2 separate regions of the Mus musculus genome follow, and region 1 is linked to region 2. A link is a contact called in public Hi-C data. All regions are on one chromosome and are shown on one strand. The core of a region is the stretch at or near the end of the contact, and the rest is flanking DNA. Distances in the headings are between cores, read along the strand shown. Region 1 holds the start of Tmprss6 (transmembrane serine protease 6). Region 2 overlaps Csf2rb (colony stimulating factor 2 receptor, beta, low-affinity (granulocyte-macrophage)).

Region 1 (6,839 bases), core at 1,498-3,997, 130 kb before region 2:
GATAGCTAATCTTGTCTCTGCCTTCACTTGCATTTTGTTTGTTTGTGAGTGTGTGTGTGTGTGTGTGTGTGTGTGTGTGGTATGTGCTTGTTTGTGTGGTGTGTGTGTGTCTGCCTGCCTGCCTGCCTGTCTGTCTCCAAGTCCCTCTTTTTATAAGGACTCCAGTCATATATCATTATTGTCCATCTTACGACTTTCTGCCCTCAACAACTCAACTCTGTCAAGCCTGAGATGGCAGTCTGGGGTTGTGACACATCTTGGCAGCAGGCAGGAAGACTTGGATTTTAACCAGCCTGACTCTCCAACCTCTGGATTGACTTTTGTCACCTGATTAAGTTGAGTGCCAGGGCCTGTATCTGCCATTCTTTGTGCCCGCCCCTACCTATAGCAGCCAGGCCTGTGAGTCTAGGGGCCCAGGAGCCTGACAACTAGTAGCACTGTACCATACAGAGTCCCAGGAGCACTGAGACCCTTGTGGCATCTATGTGGAAGTATGCCCCTATTGTCTCTGCTGTGGGGACAAGCAAAGAGAAGCAGAGGACGAGGGAGGGCCAGACACCCCAGCCATGGCTCCAGCCTCTGAGATCTTGGGGATCTTATATCCTTGCCGTCCTGGGGTCAGCCCCTCCCCCAGGCTGAGTGGATCAATGGCTGTGGTCACCAGGTGCAGAGGCCACCAATTGTGCAAGATCTTTCTGAGATTTTTCAGCTATCATCCTGCCTGGGCCAGGGGCCAGGCCACTTGGTAGTTCAGAGGACAGGACAGGGCACAGAAGAGGGGCTCAGGGTGCCTGTGTCCCAGTGGTATATGGACTTCATTCCCATCCTGAGCTCCTGTTCCTAGTTTGCAGTGTGGAAGCTGGAGATTGGGAGAGAGTGAGGAGAAGGTACTGGGCTGGGAATTCGTGTTGAGGGAAGAATGGACCCTCACAGGTCAAGGGTCAGGCCCACATGTTCAGACAAGGACCCAGACAGGGCTGTCAGGGGACAGTAAGGAGAGCCACCTTCACGCTGAGTCATACCCAGCTACAAGACCTTTCCATTCCCACCATGCTAGGCTTTCACGAACCGTTTTCTTGTTGGCCCAGACAGGGCTAATGGCGCCAATGAAACATCCAGGGATCATGACTTGGGGCCAGGGATCCACCCTGCTTCCTCTAGCCCAGAATGGCCTATGTCCACTGACCATGCTGCCGGCATCTCAGAGCAGGCATTTCTTCACACTCTCTCCACACTCAGTTCACCCTCCATAGCTTCCCATACTGCCCCTCACGCCCCGTGCACATCTCTTGCTCCATCTGTGCCTCACAACCCATGTCCGTCTCACTCTGTGGACAGGCACATACCCACTTACGCTCACACGCAGATCCCCACGCTCCACGGCCTACACAGACCCACTCCACCCTACAGGCATGGCTATCATCCATTTGATTTTTACACGCCCCAGATATACATTCTTAACATACATCATCTGTCCACACATATACTCTACACTGTACACATATTTCCTACATGCCTGGTGTGCACGCACCAACACACACACACACACACACGCACACACATGGGGAAACACATGTTCACAGCACACTGAGCCTCAAATTCACACACAGTTCTCTACAGGAACCCCTGGCTCACACCATGTGACCTGGCCGGTAGCTCTCCTTACCATCATGCCCTGACAGCTCTTGCTTGGGCCCTTGCCCAAACTTGTAGGTCTGACCCTTGACCCTGTGAGGGTCCATCCTTTCCTTCCCAGCTTGCACACTCTCTTTCCTCGCTCCCCAGTCTCCAGCTGCTACATGGTGATCACGTGTCTGGGTGAGACTCAGTCCCTCTGCAGCAGCACTGTCCCATCTAATTCTAACATGAGCCTCGCTTGTCGCCTCAGTTTTCTAGATCCCATCAAAACACAGAAAAGTAGGTGGGACTCATCTTTGCACAGCTCCTCTAGCCCAAGAGAGCAGCCAAGCTAACATTTCAATCTGCAATCAGTACCCAAATGAGCAATGCAACGACTGACTTTTTTTTTATTTATTTATTTTTCTTGGGTATTTATTTCATTTACATTTCCAATGCTATCCCAAAAGTCCCCAACACACTCCCCCACCCACTCCCCCACCCACCCACTCTCACTTCTTGGCCCTGTCGTTCTCCTGGAATGAGGCATATAAAGTTTGCACGACTAATGGGCCTCTCTTTCCACTGATGGCCAACTAGGCCATTTTCTGATTCATATGCAGCTAGAGACATGAGCTCCAGGGGGTTACTGGTTAGTTCATAATGTTGTTTTTCTTGCTCATGATCTGGAACGTGTCTTACCTAAGAGCCCATCTCTGCTCATTCTGGCTCTATTTCATGTCCAAGGGACATGTGTGGCCAGTGGACAGCAGGGTTTTGTAGAATACCAGTAATTCCTAGATTCATGGAAGAGAGTGTCAAGTGCACCTCTCCCCCGGCCCACTTCTCTCCTATCCCCAGAAGTCACGGGCCCAGGACTTTCTGGCCAGTGTCAGCTGTGTGAGCCCCTGTTCTCACCTGAATCTGCCTCTGCAGTTTCCCATTCACCCTGTTAGGGGACCAGGGGCTGTAACCAGGCAGGAATATCACCAAGCAACAGGCCCCGGGGGAGAGCTCAGGTCTCCTGCTCCTGCAGGTCCAGCCCCCTGGGCACCCATGGGGCAGGGCGGGGTTAGAGAGGCGGGCACTAACTACTTGCCTCCTGCCTCCTGCCTGTTTACCTGTGTTCAGTTTCATTGTCGCCCTGGACCTGACAGGAGAGGCCCATGGAACTTGGGGCCACAGGCCACAAGGGACAAGGGCCAGACACCCCAGCCATGGCTCCAGGCCATTGATCCAACCTAAGCTGGCCAGTTGGGGGTGGAAAGACCTTGGCCTGGATAAACAGAGGCCTCCAGGCCTGTGTGCAGGCCCGGCACCTACCTTCCACTCTTGAAGGTAAGCAGGGGCCTCTGGGACAGAGAACCAGGATCTCTGGTCAATAGCCTGGTGACTAGGCCTTTGAACGGCTTGCAGGGGCTCCTCGGCCAGAGTGACCTGGCATAGAGGCCACAGGGTGCACCAAGCTGCTGTTGGGGAAGGTTAGGTGGAGCGAACCTAGCGCAGCTGAGGGTGCAGGGTACCAGAGGGCTTCCAGGGACCCGGTGGCCTGCGATTCGGGTGTGCAGAGAAAGGGGAGGCCCAGTGTATGGACCTGGTTGCCTAATTTCTCATTTCATATACAACTTCACATCCCAGGCTTTCTGGAGAGCAAGAGAGAGCCCAAGCCCTAATCTGTATCCATGTGGGATCTACACACAGGACTCTTGGCTTGTAGCCTGGAGCTGGTGTGTGTGTGTGTGTGTGTGTGTGTGTGTGCATGTGTGTGTGCAGGTATGTGTACGTGTATTCATGTGTTCGTGCCTGTATGTGCGTGCGCGCATGCATGCATCTCCATCTCTACACATCTGGAGGTGGGTGCACATGGGTCATGTGTGTGGCCAGAGCTCCTAACCATCCCTTCCCCATGGCTCACACTCAGGCCCCTAGCTTCAGTGGTTCACAGCAGGGCTTCCGCTAAGTGCCAAGATGTACTTCCCATGTCCTTGGGTCAGAGTCCCGACTTGGGCCTTCTGCCAGTCTTAGGGAATTCATCTCCCAGGACTTTTGATTCACCAACCACTAAAAGGAGGAGACATTGAAGCAAACAGCCAAGGTTGCTGGAGGTGAAATGGGCTTGTGTGTTGCCGTGCAGTCCATGACTGGAGTGGAACTCTCACACTGTGGTCAAATCCAGATCTCCACTGTGCTACCTGTGAGCTCAGCCCGCAGAGGGTGGACAAGGCTCTCCACTGTCAAGAGGGTGGAAGAGGGTGCAGAGCTGTTGCCCAGTCTACCAGGGGAGAAGATTGTGTCCTTCAAGGGTCTCCACATTATGCATGGGTCAGAGAGCACACCCACCTGGTCAGTTGCACTGATGGGGGGGTGGGGAGCGACTTTTGAGTCCAAGGCTGGTCTGGGCTGCACAGGAAGGCTGTGGGTTCTCAGTGCGGTACCTTCTCAGGAAGGTACCATTTTTATGATGGACTGGGCTTCGGGAAAATTCAAGCCATTGTCTAATAGCAAAAGCTGTGGTGTGGTCATCCTCGTGGGTACAGAAGATGGAGGTGGGAGCTCTGTATTCACTGTGACCCCCACCCCCATATCCAGCGTATCTCTATGAGAGCTCTAATAAAATGGGGTGACATCCAGTCACAGAGGTGAGGGGTTAGAGGCAGACTCAGCATCCTTTCTGGATCTAAGCCACGGAGCCCTACTTCCCACAGGCAATGAGATGAGGAAGAGGCTCAGTGCCTGGATACATGGTCGCCCCATTGCTCCACCCAGCGGCCACTTCATTTGAGGGAAACACCCTGAGCTGGGCTCCCAGAGATGCCTGCCTCAGAGGTGCAGGAGAACAAAGACTGCCCCGTTTTGCTTGCTTACTGGCCGACTTGTTTGAGACAAGCCAGTCTGGAGTGGCCTGGAAAGGGGGATCCTCCTGCCTCAGACTCAGACTCCTGGAGCCTAGGATCATAGATGTGCTCTGCCAAGCAAGCCTCCTGGCTCTGGGTTTGGACATACATGTGACAGCTAAAGGAAAGGGCGCCACCTCCTACCTCGTTTGAGACAGGATCTTGCCTGTGTTATCTGGCTCCCGAGCTTCTGAGGTTTCTTCTGTCTCCGTGTCCCATCTTGCTGTAGGAGCACTGCGATTACAGATGCCCGGTAGTACATCCAGTTTTTATGTGAGGACTTTCTGGGGATCTGAACCCAGGTCCTCATATTCGTCCAGCAAGATATTTGACTTTGCAAGCCATCTCCCCAGCACCAAGTCTTCTTTTGAAAAAGGGAGGTTGAGAGAAACAAGGCCCCAAGCCAGTGTTGATTTTAACCAAGGGTGGCCCAGGTTTAAGGAGACAAGTGGCTTAAGTAACCAAGGACCCTGGACCCTGAACCCATTGCCAGACAGTGCATAGGAAAGGCTCCCACATGCTACCCAGCCTCAGTGTGGTGGCACTAGGCTAAGGTCTCACAGGCTTCAATAAAGGCTGTTGTGTGTGACAAGAGACGGTAAGCAGGCTTGGGCGTCATGGTGTGGTTGTTGGGAGCCATGGAAGGATTCAGACCCAGTGGATGAGGGCAGGAGTCAGGAGATCTTTGGGGTGACAATGTGGAGGATGGGATAGAGGAGGGGACAGGAGGCAGAAAGCCCATCTAGGAGGCTAGGTGAATTCTCTCACAAATACATTTTCTATGCGTATGCTTTGGAGTCACAGTGACATCTATAAGTGTCAGAAAGAGAGAGAAAGAGAGAGAGAGACAGACAGACAGACAGACAGAGAGAGAGAGAGAGAGAGAGAGAGAGAGAGAACAATGTTCCAGGGAAGTGAAATCCTTGCTATGGTGTGTGTGTGTGGGGGGGGGGGGTGTGACCTTCTTTGTCCAAAGTTTGCTTGGGAATATCTAAGGTAAAGTGGCAGAAGGAATAAGAAGAGGTGACATTCCATTGTCATTTGGCCATGACTAGTTAATTCTAGGAGATAGCCAGAGTAGAGGAAAACTCAAAGAGACACTCAGCTACAGCTGTGTGATCTTAACTAGGGCGGGGGGGGGGTTAGCCTCTGTGGGCCACATTTTTTTTTCATCTGTGTAAATGGCATTCAAATACCAGAATAATGAGGCAAATCCTGGCCTGGGCGGTTCCCAGGACACTCTGGGCTTTACCTGCTTCATCTGTCTAATGGGTGCAAAGTCTTGAGAGGCTTGCATGAAGCACCCACGCAGAAAGGGTTCCCACCTGTTTGTGGGCACTACCTAAGGACCCACCAAGAGCCAAACCATCCAGCCCTGCTGCCTGCCTTCTGGGATGTCCTCCTGAGGCCACTTTTATGCCCTATGAGCTGCCTAGCAGCTACCCTCAGTCACCACTTTCCGGGTCTCTGCCCTTCCATGCAAAGGTGTTGAGCGCCACTGGGTCTCAGCAAAAGCTCCCTTGCAGATGCCGAGATGTTTCCAGCTCCCCTGTTCTACCAGGATGCCCACCACCGAGGTCCCCCAAGCGGCTGATGGTCAGGGCGATGCGGGTGATGGAGAGGAAGCTGCTGAGCCAGAGGGGAAGTTCAAGCCCCCAAAAAACACCAAGAGAAAAAACCGGGACTACGTCCGCTTCACGCCACTGTTGCTGGTCTTGGCTGCGCTGGTCTCAGCAGGGGTCATGCTTTGGTATTTCCTAGGTAATGGAAAATGAGAATCCACTTGAGGAGACCCCCTGGGAGGGTTCAGGGTGGATATAAGGAAGATTGTCTTGGCTGTGAGGGACACATGGGGGTGAACCAGGATTCCTTGTTCTGAGGTGGTTTTCCACTCCTTGTAGTCTACCTGGGTAAACATCCCCATATCCCTTAAGGTGGGCATACTGCTGGACCTCTGTTGAATCCCATAGCTTAGTGTGCTCCCTGCTTCCTTCAGCCAGGGATGTACCCAATTCTTGGGTCTGAGCCATCCAGGGTATGTGAGCACGCCATTCCTTGCTGAGAGCCCTCCTGGTCTCTCCCTTGGGCTCTGCTGCAGGAGGCCCATAGGTACCGATGGGACCTGGTACCAATTAGTGCCTCTGCTCATTTGAGCCCCAAGTGTTCCTCTGGAGAGAGAACCATAGCTCTGTCACCTCTGAATCTCCAGGGTTCAGTGCAGAGAGTCAAGAGGACCACTAGAGAGCACCCAGGCTTGTGAACCTCTTCCTCATATCTGACTTGGGCCCTTTGGCTCTGAAATCAGGTCCCTCAAGCAGTCCCATGGCA
Region 2 (6,605 bases), core at 3,586-6,085:
CTGTCTGAAGCTAGAATCCTGGCTGACTGGTCCTGCTTTAGTCTCTGTGGCGCCCCAGGGTCTGCATCTAGCTGGCAGGCCTTTGCATGTGTGATGCATGCTGGCCAGGACTTGCCCTCAGCTTAACGCACAGCAGCTGTCCCACTGGTCAGATCTTCTTCCATGGAGGAAATACACCCAGGCCTTGGTGATCTTTGAACCCTTCATTCCATTCCTCTGCCAGTCTGGCCCCTCAGCTCAAGGGCAGCACTGGTCATGTGACCATGCCATGTCACCTCTCTGAGCCTGAATCGCTCATCAAGAAATTGGACTGTCTCCTGTTGACCATGTGGGTGCCAAGGTACAGGGGTCATCCCCTTTGCAAGTAGGGCTCCCTAGAATGTCCTTTCTTTCCTCTACTCCCTGTCTGTAACATCCCCTGGGTCCTGGAACTCACCTCCCAGCTGTCCGATTTCTTCTTGTACTGGACCTGGAATGTGTGCTCAATGAATGAGTAAGCCATCTTCTGAGTTTCCCAATGCAGGCTGTAGCTGTCTCTGTTCTTGGTCAGGTTGAGGGTTGGAGGCTCCATCTGGACTAGAGGGAGGATCATTTCAGGGAATGCCATCATGCCCTTCCCCCAGCAGGATGTTCCCCATTATCCAAGCTTGTCTAATGAATTCTCCAAGCTGGTCCAATATCCCTAACCCCAGCCATTCTGACTGTTTTGAACTCTGTGGTTGTTTGAATGAGAATGGTCCCATAGGCTTATGTGTTTGAGTCCTTGGTCTGGTCCCCAGTTGGGACTGTTTGGGAAGGTTGCGGAGGTGTGGTCTTATTGGAGGAAATGTGCCAGTGGGTCATGGGGCTGGGGCTTTTATTTGTACTTTGTTTTTGGGTTGTGGTTCAAGATGTGAGCATTATGGCTCATGACTTTAGTTCTAGCACTTAGGAGACAGTCAGGACTATGTACACGGGTGTCAGGTCAGCCTGGTCTGCTAGGTGAATTCCAGACCTACAGAGAGAAACTGTCTTGAAAAATCAACTAGCCAACCAACCAACCAACCAACCAATCAACAACCAAGCAATCAATCAAGCAAGCAAGTAACAAAAGACATGAACTCTCAGCCCTTTCTCCAGCTTCCTGCCCCTGTTCCCTGCTGTGACTGCTCTGCACCATGAACTCTCACCCACTGGAACCCTAATCCCAAAGTAAACACTCTTCTATGAGTTACCTCGGTAATGATGGTAAAAAAGTAACCAAGGCAAATGCCCATCATTACTGCATCACAGTGTTACCCCATGTTGGGCCATGAGGGAGGGGAGCACCTGAAGTAAGCCACAGTGGACCAAGCTTGTTGGTGATTCCCTGCTAGTGTTTAAATACAAAAATAAAAAATAAAAACAGAAAGAGCCCATGGCTTTCTACCCTGGTCCATTGACTATTCCAGCCCTGGGCAACACACTCAGTTTGTGGGAACTCCCGCACTCCATCCTCCCCTTCCCCCTGTGAGGTCCCTTCATTTCCATTTTACACAGGGAAAACTGAGTCTGGAGAAGATAAAACTGGGCAGTGGAGAGCCCTGTCTCTATTTTTCTGTGTTAGCTGCTCCCCTCTGCTGCTTCAGTGACTCTGGGAGTTGCCTGACATCAGCACGGGCTGGCAAGTCCTTGCTGTTCTAAAAGTGTCCCCTACATGGCTGTATAAACACACCCGAATCACCATCTCACCATCTCACTGTGGACAAACAGAAAGCTGGGATCTTTGGTGACAGCCCCGTCCACTGAAAGAGTAGACAACAAAATGAGACTTGGGCACAAATTCAGGCTTCCTCATGTCGCCTTATTGTGCCTTCTCAGAGAGGTGGGCACTTTAAAGTAAGGCACTCAATCACCTTCTATCTCTCCATCAAAACAAAAGAGTCAAATGAAATAAATATCTAATAAAAAAAAAACAAAATAAAAAAAACAAAACAAAACAAAAAACCCAAAAGAGTCATAGCTTGTGACATTAGAGGGCTTTCACAAAAATAATTCAGATGGCTCTAAAACATGGAGGAGTCCCTTGAATCAGAGGACCTCCTTTTCCTGGAGCAAGGCTCCCAGGAAGAAAATGCTGGATATGAATTCAGGTGACAAAAAGATTGGCTACCAAAGAGGACAAACATTACTGGTTGGCTGGAAAGTCTCCCTTGTGTCAGAGTCCTTGCCCTGTGACAGGAAGGTGGGACATAGGTCTGTAAGGACGACATCTGTGGGCATCTACTCCTTCCAGGCAGGAAAGTAAAACAGAGAGCCAAATGGGAGAAATGTGAACATTAGCTGGAGGAGGAGCCGGAAATCTCAGAGGCAAAAGACAGGTATAGAAGGACAGTGGTCCAGGGAAGGGGCAGGCATGAACCTGGGTGGAAGCAGAGGGGAAGGAGAGCAGGTCCCAGGTGAGACTCTTGAGGGCAGACAGTATAGTCTGCAGGAGGGCTTGCCTGTAGCTTCCCTGTCCTTGAAGACAGTAGAAACATATTAGAATAAACTTTCTTTCAATGTCTCTTTCCATCTCTCTGTCTCTATCTCTCACTCTGTTGCATATGCCTCCATGGGGGTATGGGAGACTGTGATGGTTTGTATATGCTTGCACTAGGGAGAAGCACTATTAGGTGTGGCCTTGCTGGGGTAGGTGTGTCACTCTAGGTGTGGGCTTTAAGAACCTCATCCTAGCCGCCTGGAACTCAGTGTTCTGCTAGCAGCCTTTAGATGAATCTGTGGAACTCTAGGTTTTGCCTGAACCATGCCAGCCTGGATGCTGCCATGCTCCCACCTTGATGATAATGGACTGAAGCTCTGAATCTATAAGCCATCCCCAATTAAATGTTGTTTTTATAAGATTTGCCTTGGTCATGATGTCTGTTCACAGCAGTAAAACCCTAAGACAGGGTCTAAACACAGGCATGCAGAAGCCAGAGAAGGATGGCTTTTGTCTTCTTTCTGTGTTCTTAAGACAGGATCTTGCACTGAACCCAGATCTGGTGAGTATCGAGAAAGCCCCAACTATCCCCCTGTCTCTTGACAGTTGGATATGATCACGCTCAATTTTTTTTTATGTGGGTGCTGGAATTTGAACTCACGTCCTCAAGCCAGTTCATCAATGGCTTTCACCCATTGGGACATACACCTAATCCAAAAATAGTTATTTTTATCACTTTGAGTGAAAAATCTGCAATTCTTTGAAAGTGGCAAAAGCAAAGATGCCTAAGAGGCTCTTGTATTTATTGGCATAACTCAATGGACCCCTATAGTACTGGGAACTCAGACAGAGGCAGGCACACTCACTGTGGTTATAGCTCATGATGAACTTCCCTTGTTCCAGGTGCTTAACAGAGACTGTGTACTGGCTGTGTGCACTGGGCTCAGGCACAGGTAGACTGCAATGGTAGCGGGTGTAGACACTGGCCCCCGGCGGCTCCTTCACCACCGGAGAGCATTTCTCCTCCCTAGGGAAATAAGTTGAGCTGAGAGCAGGGTTGGGGGAATGTCAGATCCATCTAAGACCTCAAAGAGGTATGGTCCTGGGGATAAGAAGAAACAAGGCAAGATGGACAGGGGACACTCACGGAGCTACAGGGCTGGGGCGATAGAAGAGCCCAAAGGAAACAGAGCCAGTCGTCTGGGTCCACACCTCCCAGGAGCAGTGGAGGGACTGGATCCCATCAAAGAAGCATTGAAGGTTCTGTGGCTGGGCCTTGTCCCCTGTGGCAACATACCCTCATTCAGTCAGTCCACCCTCCCTCAATGGTTGGGGCACGAGGTTAATCACACAGAGGAGATCCTTGAGGGCAGCAGACCTGGCTGTGACCATCAGCCCACTGTGCTCTGAGCCTGCCTGCTGTGTGTCCCCAGCTAGGGAAGAATCCAGTACGTCTGCGCCATCGTGAGGGAGGAGCCAGCTCTAAATATTGAGTGTTTGAATGAACTCAGGGACTCAGGTGACCCTACACACAGCCCAGCGCTTGTAAACACATGGGCCTCTGCTGCTGCTATTGAGGTCATTAACAGAACATGTTTGCTGCCAGAGAGCCAAGAGTGTGTGACACAGAGTGGCCCAGAGAGACTACGGGGGACACAGGGCTGGTGGGAGGCTCCAATGTCGAGGTAGGGCAGATCCTGGAGCCTTACTCGGACCTAGACTGTCCCCACTTCTAGTCTCCTAAAAGGGGCATGTCCTCCCAGCTCCATTACCTGGCTGGGAGTCCCAGTGAACCTCTGGGCTCCATCTGCTGGGTCTCCCAGACAAGCTTGAACCCGGGGACAGCCGAGTGCGCACACGGGCAGCATAGATGCTGTTGGGTAGGAATAGCTTTGGCTCGAAATTCACCTGAAATTTGCTAGTGTGGAGACTGTAGGCATCCTGTGGAGATATGGGAGCTGAAGGAGGAACCTGACATGCCATCACCCAAGGGTGGACACAGACGGCTCAGGGTCCTACCTCCCAGGAGTCCTGAAGCCGCTTATAAGCCACCTCAAACTCTATGTCCTTTGATGAAAGCCAGGAGACCTGGGCATCCCCAAGGGACACACTCCACTCCAGCAGGAAACGATCCTCAGAGGAGCTGATGCTGACGTTCTTGGGAAGTGGTGGCTGCACTATAGAGAGGGAAGCAGAGGGTTAATCGGGTTGCACACCGAGGGAGCTGCGGGTGGCCTGGTGATCTGGGTGCCACTTTGGCTCACACCATTCAGCTTCAGGCCTGAAACCTGCAAACTGCAGATTTGACAGTAATTCTGCCCTACATTCTCCTCAGTGGGGCCTCCTCCTGCCCTGCTGTGCACTGATGCTTTCTGACCAGCAGACGGTGCTGTGAGCCAGGGAGCCTCTTCTCCTGCCACACAGCCTCCTCACAGTTCAAGTGCCTATCACTGACTGTCCTTGCCCTGCATAAGTGTAGGACCGCCCTGATGACTTTCTTGGACTCCAGTTCCCAGACAGAAGCCTTTATCCTTCTTCTTGTCCCACTGCAGCTCATTGTAACCCCATGTCTGTCTTGTCACATCAGGCTAAGGGTTTCTTTTCCCTGTCCCCCCTTCCCTAGTTCAAGGCTAGAGATGCAGCTGTCTGTATCCCATGATTTCCCTGCCATTGTCTAGCCTTTGGAACTCGATGCTTCCTGGAACACAGTGCACATGCCTGGTGTACCCAGCATGCCCCACTCCCTCAGATCTCCCCCTGCAAGCCCCCTTTGCACACGTGGTTTCCTGGCTAAGAATTGCTTCTGGCTCTGTGATCCTCCCAGAGCAAGGACTTGGCTGCAGAGCTCCTTCCTTCCTTCTGGGAAGCCCTTCCTGATTGCCAGAGCCCTTTGCTTTCCATCCCTGGATGTGGCAGCTGATGCCTAACCCTTCAGTCTGCACCTCTGAGCCCCAGGGGCAGGGACTCTTTCAGACACCAGCAGCAATGATGTGATGAGAGCATTCAATCTAACATTGTTGGCGGGCAAAGAGGACTCACAGTGTTCCCCTGAGAGTCTGACATCTAAGCTGGGGCTTAGAAGAACAATACAAGCCATGGTTTTCCCATTATTCTGCAGTGTGGGTGACATGTCGGCTACAGTCCCCAAGAGAACCACACAGATGATTTTTGGCCCCACTTAAGGTCATGCTGTGACAATGGGCCTTGTGGGCCTGCTGCCTGCACACTCGGTGGTCCAGAGAGGGTGGCGCAGACCCTGGCTCTGGGTCAGAAGCATGGAAAGAGCCTGACAATGTGACCTATTGTGGTCATCTCTGCTCCACAAAAATCAGAGGACCTCTGCAATAGGGCAAGGTGTTGCAGCCATGGGCGAAAGCAAGAGAGAGCAGAGTTCTGTCACCTGGAAAGTCCTATAGGAGGCACAGGCACAGCTCTTCCTGTGGAGGAAGCTTTGTGGCTTGATAGGTGGCAGAAGCAGCTGGAACAGGATCATCCTTGGGCAGAGTCCCCACATCACATCTCTTCCAACCCCAAGACATGGTCCCTAATTCTGGGAGAACCTCACTCTAGCCCATCCCAGTATCCTGCCCACTCTTGCACCCACTGCCTAGGCAGGACCTCCGCTCCTCACCATTCTGGGCAAGTGGCACCATGAGCTGGATGCCCAGATCACTATCTGGCCGGAAGGAGTAGTAGTCTTCGTTTGTGATGGAAAATCGTGTATAGGGGATGACACATCTTCTGGGCACACAGCGGTGGGATGACGGGCACTCTGACCACATGAGTTCCTCACTGAGCTCACAGGACACTGGCTGTTTTCTGTTAGGGAGCATTCATTAGTTTCTACTATGTCCCTGCTTTTATCCAAGGGCAGTGTCTGGCAATGAGCAACACACACACACACACAAACACTCATGCATATACATACAAAGAAACATGCAGAAATACAGAGACTGAGACTCACATGAGCACAGAGACACACACAGCATATATACAAGCACACAGAGAGTCACAGAAACAGACACACACACATGCACACAGACATACACACACACATATATAAAGAGATATACACATGTATAGACAGAGACACTCACCTATACACACATATACAAACACATATACATATAAAAAAGATATACACTTATACACACAACACAGACAC

Evidence for each region. A called contact is a pair of places that touch in the nucleus more often than the background predicts.
Region 1: a contact with region 2 is called in a Hi-C map of liver, with 2.4 times the contacts expected there. The contact joins the promoter of Tmprss6 here to the enhancer-like site in region 2. A contact is called at or near these places in 5 of 39 promoter capture datasets (the HPC-7 cell line, the SN4741 cell line, embryonic stem cells and 2 more), 1 of 484 Hi-C or Micro-C datasets (liver) and 1 of 9 other capture datasets (liver).

The regions. Positions count from the first base shown.
Region 1 is chr15:78,464,542-78,471,380 of GRCm38.p6, reverse strand. It overlaps Tmprss6 (transmembrane serine protease 6), which reads left to right and starts at 2,747. Exons shown (of 18, transcript NM_027902.2): 1 at 2,747-2,955; 2 at 6,038-6,272. The coding sequence starts at 6,038.
Region 2 is chr15:78,338,456-78,345,060 of GRCm38.p6, reverse strand. Csf2rb (colony stimulating factor 2 receptor, beta, low-affinity (granulocyte-macrophage)) reads right to left here. Exons shown (of 14, transcript NM_007780.4): 4 at 6,072-6,259; 5 at 4,460-4,617; 6 at 4,213-4,381; 7 at 3,588-3,723; 8 at 3,307-3,467; 9 at 437-576. Among named protein-coding and RNA genes, the nearest start is that of Mir7676-2, 6.8 kb to the left of the region's middle. Within about 2 kb of position 4,835, at least 29 of the 459 cell types and tissues checked have an H3K27ac peak or open chromatin away from gene starts, as enhancers often do. A contact at or near this core is called in liver, where this site is marked.